Linked DNA regions of Mus musculus: region 2 is linked to region 1. Evidence: chromatin contacts called from public promoter capture Hi-C data. All regions are on one chromosome and are shown on one strand. Each heading gives the region's core, a stretch centred on a gene start, on an enhancer-like site or on the middle of the called end of the contact. The rest is flanking DNA. Distances are from core to core; before and after follow the strand shown.

The links. Capture Hi-C pulls out chosen DNA fragments and counts their contacts.
Region 2: a contact with region 1 is called in a promoter capture Hi-C map of liver. The contact joins two enhancer-like sites. A contact is called at or near these places in 4 of 484 Hi-C or Micro-C datasets (granulosa cells, liver, myocytes and 1 more), 1 of 115 datasets of contacts at active chromatin or transcription factors (embryonic stem cells) and 3 of 9 other capture datasets (adipose tissue, liver and pancreatic islet).

Annotation. Positions count from the first base shown.
Region 1 is chr7:144,446,845-144,451,613 of GRCm38.p6, forward strand. It overlaps Cttn (cortactin), which reads right to left. Exons shown (of 18, transcript NM_007803.5): 11 at 4,134-4,244; 12 at 2,716-2,771. Among named protein-coding and RNA genes, the nearest start is that of Gm34561, 18 kb to the left of the region's middle. Within about 2 kb of position 3,482, at least 64 of the 459 cell types and tissues checked have an H3K27ac peak or open chromatin away from gene starts, as enhancers often do. A contact at or near this core is called in granulosa cells and liver, where this site is marked.
Region 2 is chr7:144,525,752-144,530,105 of GRCm38.p6, forward strand. All of the region lies in intron 2 of Ppfia1 (protein tyrosine phosphatase, receptor type, f polypeptide (PTPRF), interacting protein (liprin), alpha 1), which reads right to left. Among named protein-coding and RNA genes, the nearest start is that of Ppfia1, 26 kb to the right of the region's middle. Within about 2 kb of position 2,295, at least 43 of the 459 cell types and tissues checked have an H3K27ac peak or open chromatin away from gene starts, as enhancers often do. A contact at or near this core is called in granulosa cells and liver, where this site is marked.

The sequences.
Region 1 (4,769 bases), core at 2,232-4,731:
TCTTGATCGCAATTCCACTTTCCTGAGTCTCCCCCCGTCCTCAGCCCTTGATCCATCCTGCCAAGTCAGCCCTCACTCTGGCCCTTTCTCCACAGAACCTGGCTCTGGAGCCCAAGGGTGGCCACTCTTGTCCGTGGACAACTTGCAGCTGCCCAAGGCACCACAGAGGAACACTTTTCCTGTCCAGGAGAGGACAGGCTGGTATCGAGGTTACCACCTTATCCTAGTCACTATCGGGATGAACACTGCTCTCAGAACAGCCTCGTGGCATAGCTGGGCCTTGATCCTGCCCACAGTTCCCTGGGCATCTCCATAGGACAATAGACAGGGAGAGAATGGCCATGCCTGGCTGGCAGGAGGTGGGGAGACGAGACAATGCTAACCACATCATTTCCTGACTACGAGTGCACAAGGTCAGTGGTCGCCATCTTTACCATCACTGTTAACCACAGACACCACAACTTCCTCAATGCCAGCCTCTGACTAACACACTTAGTTCCTTATGTCTTCTGCAACAGGGCTCTCAGCCACCACACACCTGGTCTCCTGCCACCTTACCCAGCCTCCTTGCTCAGTCTATTCCAACTGGCAGAGGTAAAACCCTGAGGGGTGCCCCTCAGCATGCTGCATGGCCCTCCCCTGCCACTGAGGCAGCCTTGCAGCATCCTGGCTGCCTAAGGCCTTATCACTCTCATCTTCTCTACCCAAGTCCCCCAACTCTGCAAGCCTCCACCACTGCCTGGAATCACACCAAGCCCGCCCTCTGCTCTGTCGAGTGCTGGGTTACAGGTGTGTGCAGCTGTGCCCGGACTCAGGCTCCTTCAGTAAAGGCTGAATGTTCCATAGGCTTCCCCCACAGCAGGAAATAGAATCGCCACCCTCACTCTTCCATATCTGCAATGACCTTGTTCCCAAAGCAGGCTCCTGTCCCATCCTCTGCTTTGTCACTGACCATCTGCCCTCAAACCTCAGCCCAGGGACCAGTGAGAGGGTTCACTGGGTAGAGGCACTTGCCTCCAAGCCCAGTGTCCCGAGTTCAAACCCTGGGACCCACATGGTAGAAACCAACTCACACAAGCTGTCCTTTGACTACCAAGTATACTTGGTGGCACATACACATATACATGCATACACACAATGAGTTTGTTTTTGTTTTGGAGACAGGGTTTCTCTGTAAAGGCCTGGCTATCCTGAAACTCTCTGTAGATCAGACTGGCCTTGAACTCAGGGATCTGCCTGCCTCTGCAACCTGAGTACTGGGATTCAAGGTGTGCACACCACCTGACTACATATCATCATTCTTAAACTCAGTTCATCTTGCTTCCTCAGGGCCAGTTAGCACAAGCCACCAGCTTTGCTCTAGGGGTCTCCTGTGAGATACCCTGGTGACCTGGGAGATGCCCAGGATGAAGCCAACCACAGTGAGCTGAGTCTAAAGGAAGAACAACTCAGGGGATGACCCAGGCACGCCATGTGTGACCACAGTCAAGGGCAGGAAGGAACATTGGCATCTGTGCAGTTGAGAGTATGCAGCTCACCTCAGGCAGAGGAAAGCAGCCCCTGCCAGACCACTGGAGAACCCACAGAGCTGTCTAGCAATAGCTTTCCCCACCACTGGCTGACATACTAGAAAAACAACTTTCACCAGCTCACAGCTGACCTTACAGGGTTCTGGAACTGATTAAAAGCAACAACAGGCTGATGAGGGGATCTGGAGAGAAGGAGCAATCTGTTACCACAGGAACACGCTTTCATGACTAAAAGACAAAGCTGGACAGGATGGCACTGGCCACCAATGCCAGACCCCGAAGGCCGAGGCAGAAGCACCTCAAGTCCCAGGCCTGCCTGGGTGGCACAGCAGGACCCTATCTGAAGGAAAAAGTGAAAAAGGGCAGGCTAAGGCCCAGGATGTCCCAGGTGCTGGCCCACTGCAACAAGACTAGTAAGTAGTCCAGTTCCCCCGTCTGTGGTAACAGACAGTGACTAAATGTGGCCACTAAGCAATTCTGAGAACTGGTTTTTGCCTGGCTTTCTGCTAATAATTAAAAGTTCAAGCCAGGCAGTAGTGGCGCACACCTTTAATCCCAGCACTCGGGAGGCAGAAGCAGGCAGATTTCTGAGTTTGAGGCCAGCCTGGTCTACAGAGTGAGTTCCAGGACAGCCAGGGCTATACAGAGAAACCCTGTCTCGAAAAAACAAAACAAAAAAAAAACAAACAAACAAACAAAAAAAAAGTTCAAATAGTCAGGCTGGAGAGATGGCTCAGAGGTTAAAAGCACTTGCTGGCTGCTCTTCCAGAGGTCCTGAGTTCAATTCCCAGCACCACATGGTGGTTCATAACCATCTATAATGGGATCTGGTGCCCTCTTCTGGTGTGCAGGCACACATGCAAGCAGAACACTGTATACGTAATAAATAAAGCGTCAGAAAAAAAAAAAAGGTCAAATAGGTCCCAAGACCCTTGTATCAAGTGCCTCAATTTCACCCAAGATCCCTCCTGCTAACTGCTGTGCTGTGACCAAGTACTCAGCTTGGTTGGCCTCAGCCCCACATGTGAAACAGAATGAACCCACAGTGTGCCACATGAGGTATGCAGGGTTCCCAGGTGGCCACTCCAGAGCCATGGAATGATATACCTAATGTCACTGGACAGACCTCCATGTAGTGAGCCAACGGCCCTCGGAAGACATCCCCACCATGGCTCACCAGTCTTACCTTGTCCATCCGATCCTTCTGCACCCCATACTTCCCGCCGAATCCTTTGGCATAGTCTAAAAGGTGGTAAAGGTGAGACTTACGTGAGGCTGAGGATGGGCGAGCAGTGGCAGGCACATGCGCATGGATCCACAAACAGCCCGGGGACACAGACCAGAGCGGAGGGACGTGAAAGCTGCCCGAGGACAGGCTCTCCTGGCAGAGCCAGCTGTCTAACCACAGTGCCCAGTGCAGGCAGGGAGTAGGAGAGGTGTGGGCATGCTTCCAGGAATGGGGACAGGGAGGGGATGGGCGGCAGGCCAGCGGGAAGGAAGCCAAGGAGGGAGGACACAGGACAGGCCTTTGCAGTGCACACTTCTATAGCACAGTCTTCGCACCAGCCAGGGCCTTATTCTCATCTGCTTCCTGGGCGCCTGCTCTACTGGGCACTAATTAGAGGCCCCATCGTGGTTTGTTCTCTTGCTTTTTAAAAGAAAAAACAAAAAACAAAACAAAACAAAAACTCTGTGTGGAAATGCCACCAGACAAGTATGTCTGTTGCTGCCACACACAAACACATGAAAGTGACAGTCATGCAGCCTTGACATCACAGGAACCAATGGCCACCTCCACACAATCTGCTGGGCCAGCACCAAGTACATTCACTCTGGGCCTGATGGCATCTGGGAGCCCACAGTCCACCCTGATCCAGGGAGTCACAGGCCTCTGCCTGGGTGCTCAGCTTCTAGGAACCAGGTTGGCTCTGGGAACCAGGTCTGACCTCTCAAAGAGAAAAACTGCAATAGCTTCTGAGATCCCCAGGGCATGCCTCCACCTGCCAGTATCAGCCACACACAGTGTGCACTAGGGTAAGGCTCTGGGTGGAGACAGATACTACACACAAGTCCGTGTGGCCAAAAACCAAAACAAACACACACATAAAACCTTGTATACCTGGCCAAAAAGAAACAAAAACAAAAACAAAAAACAAAAAACAGCAACAAAAATCCACACCTCTGTAAACAAAGACACAGGGAGCACATGAAACACATCTTTCATTCTCCACCACCCCAGTGTGTGGTTAACATCAGGTCTGAGAGAAGCAAACCCAACTCCCTATGGGTCAGAGAGTCAGCGCTGGGGGTCTGCAGCGATGAGGCCAGAGGTGTTCCCTGCAGATACTATACCAACCTGGCCTGCAGAGTGCCTCCTAACCTCAACCCAGAAGGCTGGAGGGAAAAAAAGAACAGGGGTGGGGTGGGGGAGGAAAAGGACCAAGCTCCGGGATGTTGCTCTAGCATGACACTTGAGTGGAGGCCATCGCTGGCAGCTGGCGGCACAGGGAACTGTCACAGGCACTGCGGTAAACCCTGAAGTCTGCTCCAAGTCAGCTGCACTGCAAGGGCTGGTGGGGGGGTGGGGGTGGGGGGGAACTGTGCCTTGCTGGGACTCGTGCTTGGCCAATCTCTCCTTGTAATCAAACCCCACAGCGGAGGAGTCCTGCCTCTCGGACTGAACACCAAATTTGCCTCCGAAACCAGTCTTATAGTCTGGAGATCCACGGGAGACAGTGAGGAGCATGACCGAGAGAGGAGACAGCTAGGTTAGAATCACGGGAACACGCGCACTGGTCCAGTACGTCATGTTCAGACCTCTGATCTGGGCCTGTTGATCTAACATTGACCAAAGCGTAAAGGAACAAACAAACTTAAGGTCAGTAGACTTCAGCTGAGACGCAGAAGCAGGATCAGAACTGGATGGTAAAGTTTAGTTAAAGCTACTCCAGGCTTCAAGGTTTGCCTGAAGGGACGGCTGAATACAGCTACAGGGTTTTACCCTCCTCAAACCAGCTTTCCCTGGGACAGAGTTCCCACTGTGACAAGAAAAATTCCTAATTAGAACAGAAGTGTGCAAGGATTTGAGGGAGACTCAGATACAGACCCTGCCCAGCACAGACCAGTTCCTGGAGTTCTATCTCCAGAACTGCAGAAAGAAGTGTGCCTTCAAGCCGGGCGTGGTGGTGCACGCCTTTAATCCCAGCACTAGGGAGGCAGAGGCAGGCGGATTTCTGAGTT
Region 2 (4,354 bases), core at 1,045-3,544, 78 kb after region 1:
GTTTCATTCTATAAGCGCAGTATAAGTTCAAAGCAACAGTTTCACGTGGCCTCGGTTTATCATAGTGCAACCCTGTGGCTTCATTTTTGGATGTAATCTAGAATGAATGTTTTTCCTTGATCACAAATCTGCCCCAAGCCTGTTTCTCTTCTTAGTGTAATTTATGAAAGCTCATTGTATTTTTTATTATGCAGCCTTTACTTACTATTGTATAGGAGGGGGCACATTCTATTCTTGATTCTAACTTTATTATATCTTTCTGGCAAAACTACAACTATGTCCTTAAACTTTCTTCCTAAAATTATTTTAATTCTATAAAGTCATTAAGTCATCTAAACAGCATTAATTCATGAAAATTCATCTTCATATTGATTTACAAGAAAGCCCCCAGAAATCATTATCAGCAGCAAGAAGCAATCCTGGGACCAAGTATCCGGGGCTGTGCCTCTCCAGAGTGCACCCATTATGGCCACGCAAAACTGTGGGCCATCTCCAGGAACTCACTTGCTTGTCCTAGCCTTTCCTAGATGGCTTCTGTCAGACACCTCAATGCCATTGAACATAAAGTTAATAAGCATGTACACAGGTCCCTCACTACTCACTGCCAGGTAGCATGAGCCCTCCAAGTACAGAGGAGTGGTGGCTCCAGCAGTAATCCCTGCTCCATGGTCAGCACACTGGCCACAGGAAAGCCCACATTCCTCATACTGTTGTTGCCCCCCCTTCTGAACATGACCTCCTACTGGTCCTCTGCCTCAGATTCACAAGTCTACTTACTCCAGAGCAGCTGCTGCTACCCTACAGTTCAAAATTTGTACACTTCCTACAGAGCTCTTCCTCAACTTCCCCTACTGGGTGCTAGCAAAGCCAGCCTCCTAGCCTCTGATCTGTGCACCTTCCTGCTGGCCTAAGTGTTCCAGCAGGCAGAAGCTCAGTTCTCAGAACAGAACGTCTACCACCAGGTCTGATTAGCCAGTGTGCAATGCCCAAGTGATGGTGAGGGCACAAAAGATCCCACCATCAAAGGAGATGCTGCCTGGAAGAAACATGATACCATCTGGTTGGGCTCTGGTTTCAACACTAGGTTTCAGGTAACATGATATGACCTACGAATAGAGATGTCCTGTGCAGAAAAGCAACTGGCAACTCCTGGGCCTCCCCCTCCTGAGTCAACACTTTTGATAGTTGCACCTGGCTTGTTCTGAAAGCTTCCCTAGGTAGCTCATTACCCATCCATGTTAGAAAAGGCCTTTCTGATCTCAGGTACATCACACAAGTTCCTCCTTCATACTTATTTACCTTCAGGATACATGTGAAGATTCTTTATTCTACCCAGGGTCCAAGACTGCACAATCCCATGAAAATGACACACATGTGCCACTTGACTGCCAGGCAGTGGAACTGCTAGTCCATTAGCTTGACAGGCAGCCCATCACCCCTTCATGTGGCACTGTGACTCCTAAGGGGACCCAGGTTAACTGACTGGAGATACAATGGCTGACTTTGTTATTGACGGAGATGAAGTCACTGAAGTCCCTTCAGGTCACTCTTCTTTGTGGCAGAGGCAGCATTTTTGCCAAACAAGACTCCTGACACATGTGGCACAGTTGCTGGCACTCAGGGAACAGTCCTGGATCTCCACCCTGCACTTGCCATGATTGGTCTGTGCTAAGAAAGTCTTCAAGAACAGCCAGGATTCAGGGTTTCACAGCTCACAAACTGTTCTCAAGGTTAGATACCCTTTAAAACCCAAGGATCTCAGCCTCTCCTCTCAACCAGCACTAGACGCTGGCCCATCAATGGTCACAGACCTGGATTGTCTTCTGGAGCTGACTCTATCCTGGCTCCATGCTAAGGAGTCCGTTAGGACCTAAACTGACCCATCAAAACCTGAATATAGGGACTAGAGAGATGGCAAAGCAGTTAAGAGCACTAGCTGCTTTCAGGGGAACTGGGATCAGTTATCAGCACCCACCCACACAATGACTTATAGCTGTCCTAGAAACTCTCAGTTCCAAGGATCTGGCACCCTCTCCTGGCCTCTGAGGGCACCAGGCATGCAAGCAGTGCACTTACATACATACAAGCAAACATTCATACACATATGGACTCAAGCTCAGCATAGCTACACACAAAAGACAAGAAGCAATAGCCAGTCAGATCTGGTTGATTGCCAAGAGGAACAGAAGGGCCAGGAAGCAGTTTCAAACACGGGGATCAGGGCTGAACACACTCCTTTCTCAGCTTCTGGCCAGCAACTGAGGAGAATGTGTTCTGGACTCCTAACCTCAAACAGCTTTGTGGGAGGGCAGCCTGAAAGCCTTGGTATGGCCTTGGCCTATCTATGGCTAACCAACAGTCTGGGCTCAGCAGCTGGGACATTTCCTCACTCCTGGCAAGTGGTCATTCCTGATGAGCCAACATCTTTCTTCTTTTATTATCCCTGAGGGCACTGTGGTTAATAAGGAGCTAGTGTGACTGTTGTGTGCCAGCGTGTAGGATCTGTAAAGTTATCCTCAGTTAATTCCCCGTACATCTTATAGCAGAACTATGGCACCGCACTGATTTTTAAAGACTATGCGTGGAACTCAGCTTCTCTGATGACAAAAGAAGTCATACTTCAAACATTACCAAAATAATACTCGCCCTACTATGCCACACAACTAGAAACGGAGCAAGTCAGGGACATGTGCTTTGTCAATGCCACTGCCATGAATCACAGAGCACTGAACACATCGACTTTACTGTCACTCTCCAATGCAGTTATAACCTACAGAAAAGACTTGCTATGTTTTAATGAAAAAGTTAAAAGTCATGTATAGTCATAAGTGTTCGTGCATGTGAGGAATGGTACTCTGCACTGGGTCAGCTGCAAGCCAATGGTCTAGTCCACAGCCTAGCACCTAAAGAGCTGCCTTACGCTGTCTCCTCTTTCCTTTCCTTCTGTGTGTGTTTTGGTTCTGAGTCAAATGGCACACACAGTCCAAGCTGGTCTCAAACTCACTTTATAGTAGAGAATGACTTTGAACTCCTGATCCTCCTACCTCCATCTGAGTACTGGGATCACAGGCATATACCATCATTATGCCTGGCTGCCTCACTACTTCTAAAAACATGTATACAATGTCCTTAACTCATTTGCATGCCAGCATAATTTCTCTTGATTTGCAGTATCTGCCTTTTTAAAGCTCTCTTCTAGCACTAGAGACAGAAGGGAATAGTATCTACTATAGCACAGCAAACAACCATAAGCCTAAAATGAGTTGTATTTGGTATCAAAGATGAGTCGGGTGGTGGTAGTGCACGCCTTTAATCCCAGCACTTGGGAGGCAGGCGGATTTCTGAGTTTGAGGCCAGCCTGGTCTACAGAGTGAGTTCCAGTACAGCCAAAGCTACACAGAGAAACCCTGTCTCAAAAAAAAAAAAAAAAAGATGAATCTTGGGCTGGAGAGATGGCTTAGGGGTTAAGAGGTTAAGAGCATTGGTTGCTTGCTCTTCCAGAGGTCCTGAGTTCAATTCCCAGCAACCACATGGTAGCTCACAACCATCTGGAATAGGATCCGATGCCCTCATTTAGTGTGTCTGAAGACAGCTACAGTGTACTCATATAAACTCATATAAATGAAATACATCTTTAAAAAAAGTTGACTCTTCTTAGCCATCACATGCACAGTACAGCTAGTGCCCACTGCACTAGTGCTAGTGCCCACAGTACAGCCCTCAGTGCCCACTGCAGGAGTCTGAGGAGAAGCTCCTCCTCTGATCACCTCACCACAAACCACAGACTGAATGGCCAGCACTAGCTTCCAGCTCAGCCTTTCAGACCTATTGAAATACACGGGTCTGCGGGAGTCAGAGATGAGACAGTACATTCCAGATGCATGTTGTTTCCATATAGACACATCACCTATAGCTCTACCACATGTATTTAAGTCTCCCCATAGAATAACAACAACTGTTTTTTCTACTCAACAGCCCAATCTTTAGGTGAAGCACCTGGGCACCCTGTGACATTCTATCTTGCAAAGAAACTGTCCGCTGTACCTGTGGGTCATCCCTAGGCATGTGCCTCACAAACTGCTGTCATGTCCTAACAGAGAGGCCATGTCTCGTGGTACTGTCAGCAATGGAACATCAAGCATGAAACAGCGTGTAGGTGTGGGAAGTAACAGTGAGTGTCTGTGCTCTGTGGGCCTGAGAGGCTGCCAACCTGAGGGAAAGCCCTGAGTAACTTGCCATTCCTCTGGTAAAATAACACAATGCTAGTCTCGTTGGCCAGTGAAGACAGGAAAACACATGGAGTTCTTCCTATTCTCACACACACATCACTCAACACTTCCCACACCAGTGGGGG